Linked DNA regions of Mus musculus: region 1 is linked to region 2. The links are chromatin contacts, called in public Hi-C maps. All regions are on one chromosome and are shown on one strand. The core of a region is the stretch at or near the end of the contact, and the rest is flanking DNA. Distances in the headings are between cores, read along the strand shown.

Region 1 (4,036 bases), core at 1,528-4,027, 150 kb before region 2:
TCAAGTCTATTTTAATTAATGCTGGACACAAGCCACAAAATTAATCTGCTGGGTCAAGAACTACTACTAGATCAATTCCACAGTGTCAGTGTCTGAGCATCAACTCCCTTTTAAAATCAGCCCACAGAGTGGACATGAACTACATACACCAGATATATGTGCTGCAGTGCCTGGCTAGGAAGTGCACTGTGTAAATAGTAGCGGGGCAGAGGGAAAGAGTGAGAGAGAGGAAGAGCAATGCACTTTAGAGATAAAGCTATAAGATGTCTTCTGATTTTTACATTTAGATTATAAAATCTTCCAAAGTCATTCCAGTGAGACATTTCCAAACCAGTGACTTGAACAAAGGCTGAACCCAGAAGAGCAGATTTTCACCCTATGCACTATGCTGGAAGTCGACACTTAAGTTCATTAGCGGGGCATCACACTGCCTTCTCCGTTTCCTAAAAATGTCATTTCAAATCACAGCAGGCACAGAAAACAGCTCATTCTCTGCCCACTGCTGAATTTTGATGTAGCAAAATGCTGTGGAAAACAAAGCATTACAAATAGATAGATAAGTATTTGCAGGGTGCCTTCATATTTTGATAAACATCTACTCCACGGGGGGTTTCTCTTGATCTAGAAGCTTCTACAGGAAGGCTTACACTGGGGCTGTTCTCCTGTTCTTTGGGGTTTTCCTGAGTCGGCAGCTTTTCCCATGCTGGCTCTGTGGCTTTTAATGGACCCCTTATTAGTTGCTGTTTTGTTAGTTTGGTTTTATTTATTTGTTTGTTTTTTATTTTGTTTTCTTTTGTTTTTTTTACATTTTTTGTTTGTTTGCTTGTTTCTTATTTGGTTGCTTATGTTTATTTGTATGTTTGTTTTTTAACCACAGGTTTGTCTTGCTGTGCAGTCCAGTCTGGGCTCACCCTTGGCATCCTCCTCAGCCTACCAGTCCCTAGGATTATTACATTTCAACATTGTTCTACTTTTTAAACTTTTTTTTTAACTTTATCCTTTAAATTTAATTTTATTATTAATTTATTTTTTACACTCCATAGTCCATTCCCCATCCCCCATCCACCCTCCAACTGCTCCACATCCCACACCTCCCCCCACCCCACCCTGTCTCCACGTGGATGCCCCCACCCCCCACCCTCCACCCCACTTGATCTCTAAACTCTCTGGGGCCTCCAGTCACTTGAGGGCTAGGTAAAATCATCATCAGATCCTACTATAAAAGCCCATACTCAACAAGACTGGAAAATCTGGATGAAATGGATGGTTTTCTAGATAGATGCCACATACCAAAGTTAAATCAAGCACAGGTAAATTACTAAACAGGCCCATATCACACAAGGAAATAGAAGATGTGATTAAAAACCTCTGACCAAAAAAAAAAAAAAAAAAAAAAAAAAAAAAAAAAGCCCGGGGTCAGATAGATTTTGTGCAGAATTCTACCAGACCTTCAAAGAAGACCTGATACCATTTTTCCTCAAAGTATCCCATAAAATAGAAGTAGAATGAACACTACCTAACTTGTTTTGTGAAGCCACAATTATGCTGATACCTAAACCATACAAGAACCCAACTAAAAAAGAGAACTTCAGGCCATTCTCACTTATGAATATCAATGCAGAAATATTCAATAAAACTCTTGCAAACAGAATCCAAGAATACATCAAAACCACCACTCACCGTGATCAAGCTTTTAAAACTTTTTTAAACTGCATTTTTTTCCACTTTTTACTTTGAATTTCCTGTTTTAACCTTTGCAAACGTTATTTCAGCATTTTTTTTTAAAAATAAAGGGTCTCACTATGAGGCTTTGGCTGCACTGGAACTCACTCTGTAGAACAGGTTTGCCTCAAATTCCAAGAGATCCACCTGCCTCTGCCTCCTGAGTTAAGGCACACCTTAATCCCAGCATTCTTCATGGTCTCTACCCAGTAAACAGCCATCTACCTTGGGCCACACAACAAGGCATTCTACTGGCCTCATTCTAGAAGACTTTAAAGAAAATCCTTCTCCATCTGTACCCTCCTGTCCTGATGTCAGCCAAGAGCTGTCCAGCATGTCACTGTGTGGGAAAAGATGGAGATTAAGCCAGGTTCATCTGGCTAGGGAGAAAAATAGTTATGGCCCCTGATGCCATAAACTGAGCTGTAGAATAAGACTTGAACATTGCACACATTTTAGATAAGTTGTATTTGTACTTATGCAGGTTGAGCAGAGATCATCTTGGTCACATTCAGGACTCGTTCACTGACATATTCTCCCACACAGCCTGTGGATCCACAAAGCTCCTTTAACAAAACGCCTACCCAGATCACTCCTGACATGTCAACTTCTCCAATTTAAGAAAATGAGATGAAAATTAACTTCCTGAAAATCAGATTTGAAATTTTAAAATAATATTTTTAAAAAAGTGATGGGAGGGAGGGTTGGAGAATAACTCGGGGATAGAGCACTTGCCAGGCATAGACAAGGTCATTGGTTCTGTCTTCAGTGCCGCCATTGTTTTTTTCAGGCAGCAGTGTCATCAGCATATTAAAGTAGTCATGTCCATACTCTGCTGCAAATTTGATTTTCAACACGCTGAAGCAATGTACCTTCTGTAGGCATTATATCTGTGTGAAACCAGACTTTGTGGGGAGGTGAGAACTAGGCAAGGACATTTTTTTAAAAGAAAAAAAAATGTTTCCCAGGTGTTTCATGAGAAGTTAAATTTGAGGTCTCCTGTGCAAATGGTTTGTTAATGAACCATTTCCTTGCCTCCTCACAGTGTCCCTATTAAGCATCACTAAGCCTATGAGGAGGAAGTCAGCCTCTGCAAGGTCACACAGGTACATAGACCAGAACCAGCTTCAGCAAGGAGAACACAGAGTGAAACTCTGAGGAAATAGCAAGGACCGAGAATGGCCCACAGAGAAAGCACCCCTTGTCTCTCAGAGTGTTCGTGGAAATAGACAAGCTGAGGCGTATGGGTTTCTAAAGCCCTTGCCCAAGGGAGGCACTTTGAGATCTAATCATAGTTTATCAGCTGAACGCAGTGCAGAGGCCACTTCTGCCGTTTATCCACATTCAATAGACATTCATCAACCCGCATCCATAAACCAAGTCTTTACTGATAAGCCAGCCGTGAACTCGCTTACAGTGAGAGGCCAGGGCCAGTCTGGGCGATGGGATTGGCTTTGACTCCTGATAGTTGGGGAACAGTGGGGTCTATTAAAACCAGTGTGGGCTGGTGAGGTGGGGTGTGCAACTGTTCTTAGGATTGATGTCAGGTGAGGTCAATATCCCCAGGTTAAAAGGCAAGTTTTGCTGCTAAGTTACTGATACGATATTCGAAGCTAACAGACCGACACGAAAACTGGCTGAAATGGTGTTTGAAAAAGAGAAAAAGAGTCTTTGCTAACACTGAAATGGAAACAATTCTGCATCATCAACAATGTATTAATTCCAAGATAGGAAAAGTAAAGGCCAAGATGTGGAAATCCCTCTAAGAGAAGGTAAAAGGTAAACTGGTTTCATATGAAACACATTTAGAAGCCTCCTTGCAAACATTTTTGATTTTTTTTCTTTCTAGATGTTATTTTTCTCACATTTTCTAGTCAGCCATTTTAACCCATTCAGCTAACCCCAGCATTTGGTATTTGCTTGGTGCCAGACTGTCAGCACCAACCTACGGCTTGCAAGATGTCTGTGAGGGGAAACTATTCCAGCTGACGTTATCTCTGTACCTCCAGAGCAACACATCATTCTGGATGCTAAAGACACTGTTCTGACTTCTAGAGGCTAAAACAACAGTTGTGGGCAGACAATAAAAATGAAAATTAAACTCCTAAATGGCAACTCCCCTGTCTCCTTGCTTTGCTGATACACTTTCTCACCAGGAATGAAATGTCTAATGCCTTAAATATTAAATCCAATAACAAAGAGTTTTCAACTATCTCGGTAAGTTCAAAAATGCATTTTCATCATCCAGCAGTAGAATATTTTCTTCAGAAAATATGCAGCGAACCCAAACCAATGGCTTCCTCTTGGCATACCC
Region 2 (4,303 bases), core at 1,321-3,820:
ATGCATTCTCCTGGTCCATAGCATCTGCTGAGGCTCTGGACATCCATACTTGGGAAGAAGAAAGCAAAGCAAAAAGACTCTGTGGTTGATCAAATCTGTGGCAAAATATCAAGGGACACCAAATGCCACTTATGTGTCATTGGTCCAGGAGCTGCACAAGACTGCAAGGGAAGCTGGAGAATGTCATTTTCATGTCTAAAGAAAAATGCTCCCATTTAAATGAGAAATGAAGATAATGTATTTGGGGGTGGAAAAATAGCTGTCCTTGAGGTTCCTATGAGAACATAAGAGTCGTCTTTTCTACATTTTTCATCAACTTGTACATGAACACACTTTAAAAAGTATAAAGAAGGTTTATTTAGCCAGTGAAGATTTTTCACACCCACCCATCTCCATCTGCCAGTTTCCACCCACCACAAAACACTTTTATTCATTTTTATATCTCCTAGCTTCTTTAAGGCAAAAATGTGCAAAAGAAGATTATTCTTACCTCTTCCCCCTCCCCCAGGAGCTATTTCCACATCAGTACCCAGAGGCATCATTCTTCTGCGCTGCTACTTCCTGTGAATTTCCTTTTATAGCTGCATAGTACTCCATGGCTGTGGCCATCGGGGCTTATCTATCTAATTCGCGCCCCTGTCAAATTTTTCCCCACAGTCTCGTCTAACATATATGGATCAGAATACCAGTTATCTGTACTTTGAATGTTGTCTTTTAGCCACTAATTATATAAAAATAGCCTAAGTATTACATACAAAGGCAGAAATCCTGGGCTGGACTTGAACATCAAAAACCATGCACAGCAAATGTCTTAGCAATGCTGGAGATATACTGGATAGTCAGTAGAAAGTATTTTTCCATTAAGGTCAGCTGGTTCTATGTGGATATTAGACCATTTCCTGTAAACAAGCCCCATTTTCATAAGATCTTGCAACAAGCTCACAGTCTTTTACACATACCTTCACCATCTGACTCCCATTATATTGTTGAGCTGCCTTCTGCCCTGAACATATGCCCTTTCTCTTCTACAGTTTCTCTGAACATTCTCTCTGCCTCTTCTACATCTGAGTCATTTCTACCTATCCCTACCTGCTGAATCCTCATTCAGGTGCCTTTTGCTGTCATTCATGTGCCTTTTGCTCCGTGTAGCTGACAGAAGTGCACTACTCTACTATCTCCACAGGTAGATTAGGAGGGATGCACACCTAACCTCTGTCTCTGATCTAAGGAGACAGGCAATGCTGCATTTTTCCTCATGGAAGCCTTTATGTCAAAACACTTAGGAGCCCTGGATGACAGACAGCTCTTTTCGTAGCCCTCAATCTTCCCAGGAGGTGATGTTACTGGTCATGTGCCCTTAATGTTGTCTTTAGTCATTTCAACTCCCCCCATACAGCAGTGTACAGTTCCTTGTTTTGGTCTTATTAATTTTCTTTTAAGTTTGAAATTACATCAAAATAAAACATTACTCCCCAAAAGCCACAAATATATTCAGCTGGAAGCCCTGATGCATATACTCTTACCTCATTAATGTGTTTCATCCAAGGCCCTCCTACTATCTCCAGTCACATCTGTCAATTTGCTTTCCTTGCCAGAACACAACTACTACGACCTGGCTTAGTGTGCTAGGCACAGGGCACTGACAAATAACATTCTATCCAGCTTCCTCACTGGCCTGGGGCCACTCTCTTAGAAAAGGACATTAAATATTTGAAACCACCGAGTGACCTTCAGTGAACTGCACCTGTAATAAAAGCCAGTGCATTTAGAAAAATAGAGATCACCTCCAGGTCTTTAGTTACTTATTAAAGAGCTCCCAGTGCTGCTAAAGAGTTAATGCTCACCCTTAAATAGCCAGCTTTAAGCTGGTAAATAATCTGGGTGTTATGAATAAAACGCAATCAGAACCATTATGCACCTACAGGTTGCCTGTAGATGCCTCAGCCTCTAAACTCAGTAGCCAACCGACCTGAAGAACCAGGATTCAAAAAAAAAAAAAAAAACTGACTCCCCACCTCATTCTGCCATCATAAACACAAGATTACATGTGGGCATCAAGCTCACTAACCACAACGCATAACTTATCTCTGATGGCAAGGGGAAAGAATTTCAAGTTTCAAAACAGGAGTATTGGTATTTGGGAACAGTTAGGATTTTTCTCAAGTGTAGAACTGAACAGTTTCACATAATCAAGCAAAAATAACACTAATCTGTATACTTTTAACAGTGAGTGTAAAAAGAGATATCAAGAAAGTCCTTATCTGAGAATTTCATGAGGTTCATACACTGACCTGATTAATAATTAACAAGGCTTCCCGGAAAAGGCATGGGGATATGTACAACTAGTAAAAAAGGGGGGAGGGGTCTGCTGCTTCAAAAACACAGGGAAATGGAGTCACCTGCCATCTGATCTGAAGAACTCTGACTCTAGAAGTGTATACAGAATCTATAGGTCTTTGTTTCTGTGTCTTAATGTGTCTGTCGGTGAGAAAAGGGAACAAGCAGAGTGCTTGTTCACTACCAATTCGGGATACCCTAGCAACAAGCCAGCTGCTCTCAAGTCACAGCCTTGTGACCTAATAGAACATTAACAAATATTCTGTTAAAACTACCCTTCCTACTATTCTTCTCCTGGATACTTATGCAACTTGTTTTCTGAGCAAAGCATCCCCAAAGTGCTTGAGTTCCTCAGTGGCTCTGCATGTGACAAATAGCAAGGAAGAGGGAAGTTGTCGGCACTCAAGTTCTCCCAAGCTGAAAGAGATCTAGCTCTTAGATAAATCTTACTGGAAGTAATATAAGATGTGGGGGATGGAGAATCAATATATTGTCATAACCCTGCTTCTTAAGACTATATGGATGACAAATTATGGCAAACTTTACAATGTGATTGAAAAATCCATTCATCCACAAGGTCACTGGGCTTCCTATGAGAACATCAGACTGTGCCTGCCAGAACCTTTGTTGCAAAGTAGAAAGGGATTCATTTCCCTTGTGCAGCATCTCTGCTTCCAAAATGTCCGTTTTTTACATGTGCAAATGGAATATCTCCTAATAGGAATAAAATAAACATAGTACATATTTTAATAAAATGTATGAATTTCAGTACAGATTCACATAAACATGATGTTCACCCATACCTTTATAGTAAAATCATTACTAAAATACTAAACCAGCATGCCCCTCATTTCAAAGGACTTATTTCCCCTACAAGAGGAGATATAATTTACTCATTAAGCAAAAAATTAATAAAAAATTAATCAATCTGATCATTGTTGAATCTTAAACTACTTGGTTCAATAATCATTTCTTCTTTATGAAATTTTTTATCATGTTTCATTCCAATGTGCCTATAAGGCATAAGAAAACCACCACCATCATCAACCCAGCACACACTAGACAGTAGCCATATTTGTTTATAGTTTAGCTATTTACTTTAACTCTTTCTCTACCACTATACATACAGTAGGCACTGCTGGAGTCTGAAACTTGAATTATATATTCAAACTCTCATTCATAGTAGCTATGTGAAAGCCAGAAGTGGGAATACTGCCACCACCACACTCATTCTCTATTGCAGACACTGGTATTTATTTTAACAGGCATCAAAGCCAAGGACTATGGAGAAAAATCAATCATAAGAACTCTATGAAGTAAACGGTGTCTGGCCAGCCACTTCCATCACCAAAAGAGTGGACTGAGAACGTCTTGTGCCACTATAAAATATGTGATTAAAGAGAAAACTGTGAACCTAATTAGAATGGTCACTGATGAAATAGAAAGAGGGCAGAATTACAGATATACCCAAAGGATATGGTACCTGTTGAGGTATCCCGAGAGGAAGAAGACAATTCCAGAGGTTTAATATGGGGATGTCAAGGAAGATGACATGAGGAGCTAAGACGAAGATAAATTGTAGGATCAGGGCTGGGAGAAGAATGATATGCTCATGGTGAGGTACAGAGTCGGAAGCTCTATAAGGTTACAAAGCAAAGGGCTTCACAAGTAACAGGAAGATAAGGCTAGCATGGTAGATAAGAGATCAGAACTGCATACTAAAAGTGAGTGACTGCATATCACAGGGGTGGGTGAAGTCATGTGAGAACCAATACAAAGTGACAAGGTCCAGCATCCACTTTGCCATCCACTTCGCAAGGGAGCATTATTACAGGGCTATGCAGAGAACGAGTCTCACCAAAAGCTCAGGCTATTGAGGTCAGAATACCATCACATTCATGCTGAGGTCAAGACTTACAATGGTGCTCAGAGTCAGTGATAGATCCCAGCAGAAAAGTACATACTG

Evidence for each region. Hi-C and Micro-C count contacts between places; a contact is called where the count stands out from the background.
Region 1: a contact with region 2 is called in a Hi-C map of the G1E-ER4 cell line, with 2.0 times the contacts expected there. The contact joins two enhancer-like sites. A contact is called at or near these places in 1 of 15 datasets of contacts at CTCF or cohesin (the G1E-ER4 cell line), 6 of 484 Hi-C or Micro-C datasets (the G1E-ER4 cell line, liver and trophoblast stem cells) and 1 of 115 datasets of contacts at active chromatin or transcription factors (a beta-TC-6 cell line).

Annotation. Positions count from the first base shown.
Region 1 is chr2:134,988,907-134,992,942 of GRCm38.p6, reverse strand. All of the region lies in intron 3 of Plcb1 (phospholipase C, beta 1), which reads right to left. Among named protein-coding and RNA genes, the nearest start is that of Gm39941, 73 kb to the right of the region's middle. Within about 2 kb of position 2,777, at least 1 of the 459 cell types and tissues checked has an H3K27ac peak or open chromatin away from gene starts, as enhancers often do. A contact at or near this core is called in the G1E-ER4 cell line, where this site is marked.
Region 2 is chr2:134,842,873-134,847,175 of GRCm38.p6, reverse strand. All of the region lies in intron 2 of Plcb1 (phospholipase C, beta 1), which reads right to left. Among named protein-coding and RNA genes, the nearest start is that of Plcb1, 59 kb to the right of the region's middle. Within about 2 kb of position 2,570, at least 16 of the 459 cell types and tissues checked have an H3K27ac peak or open chromatin away from gene starts, as enhancers often do. A contact at or near this core is called in the G1E-ER4 cell line, where this site is marked.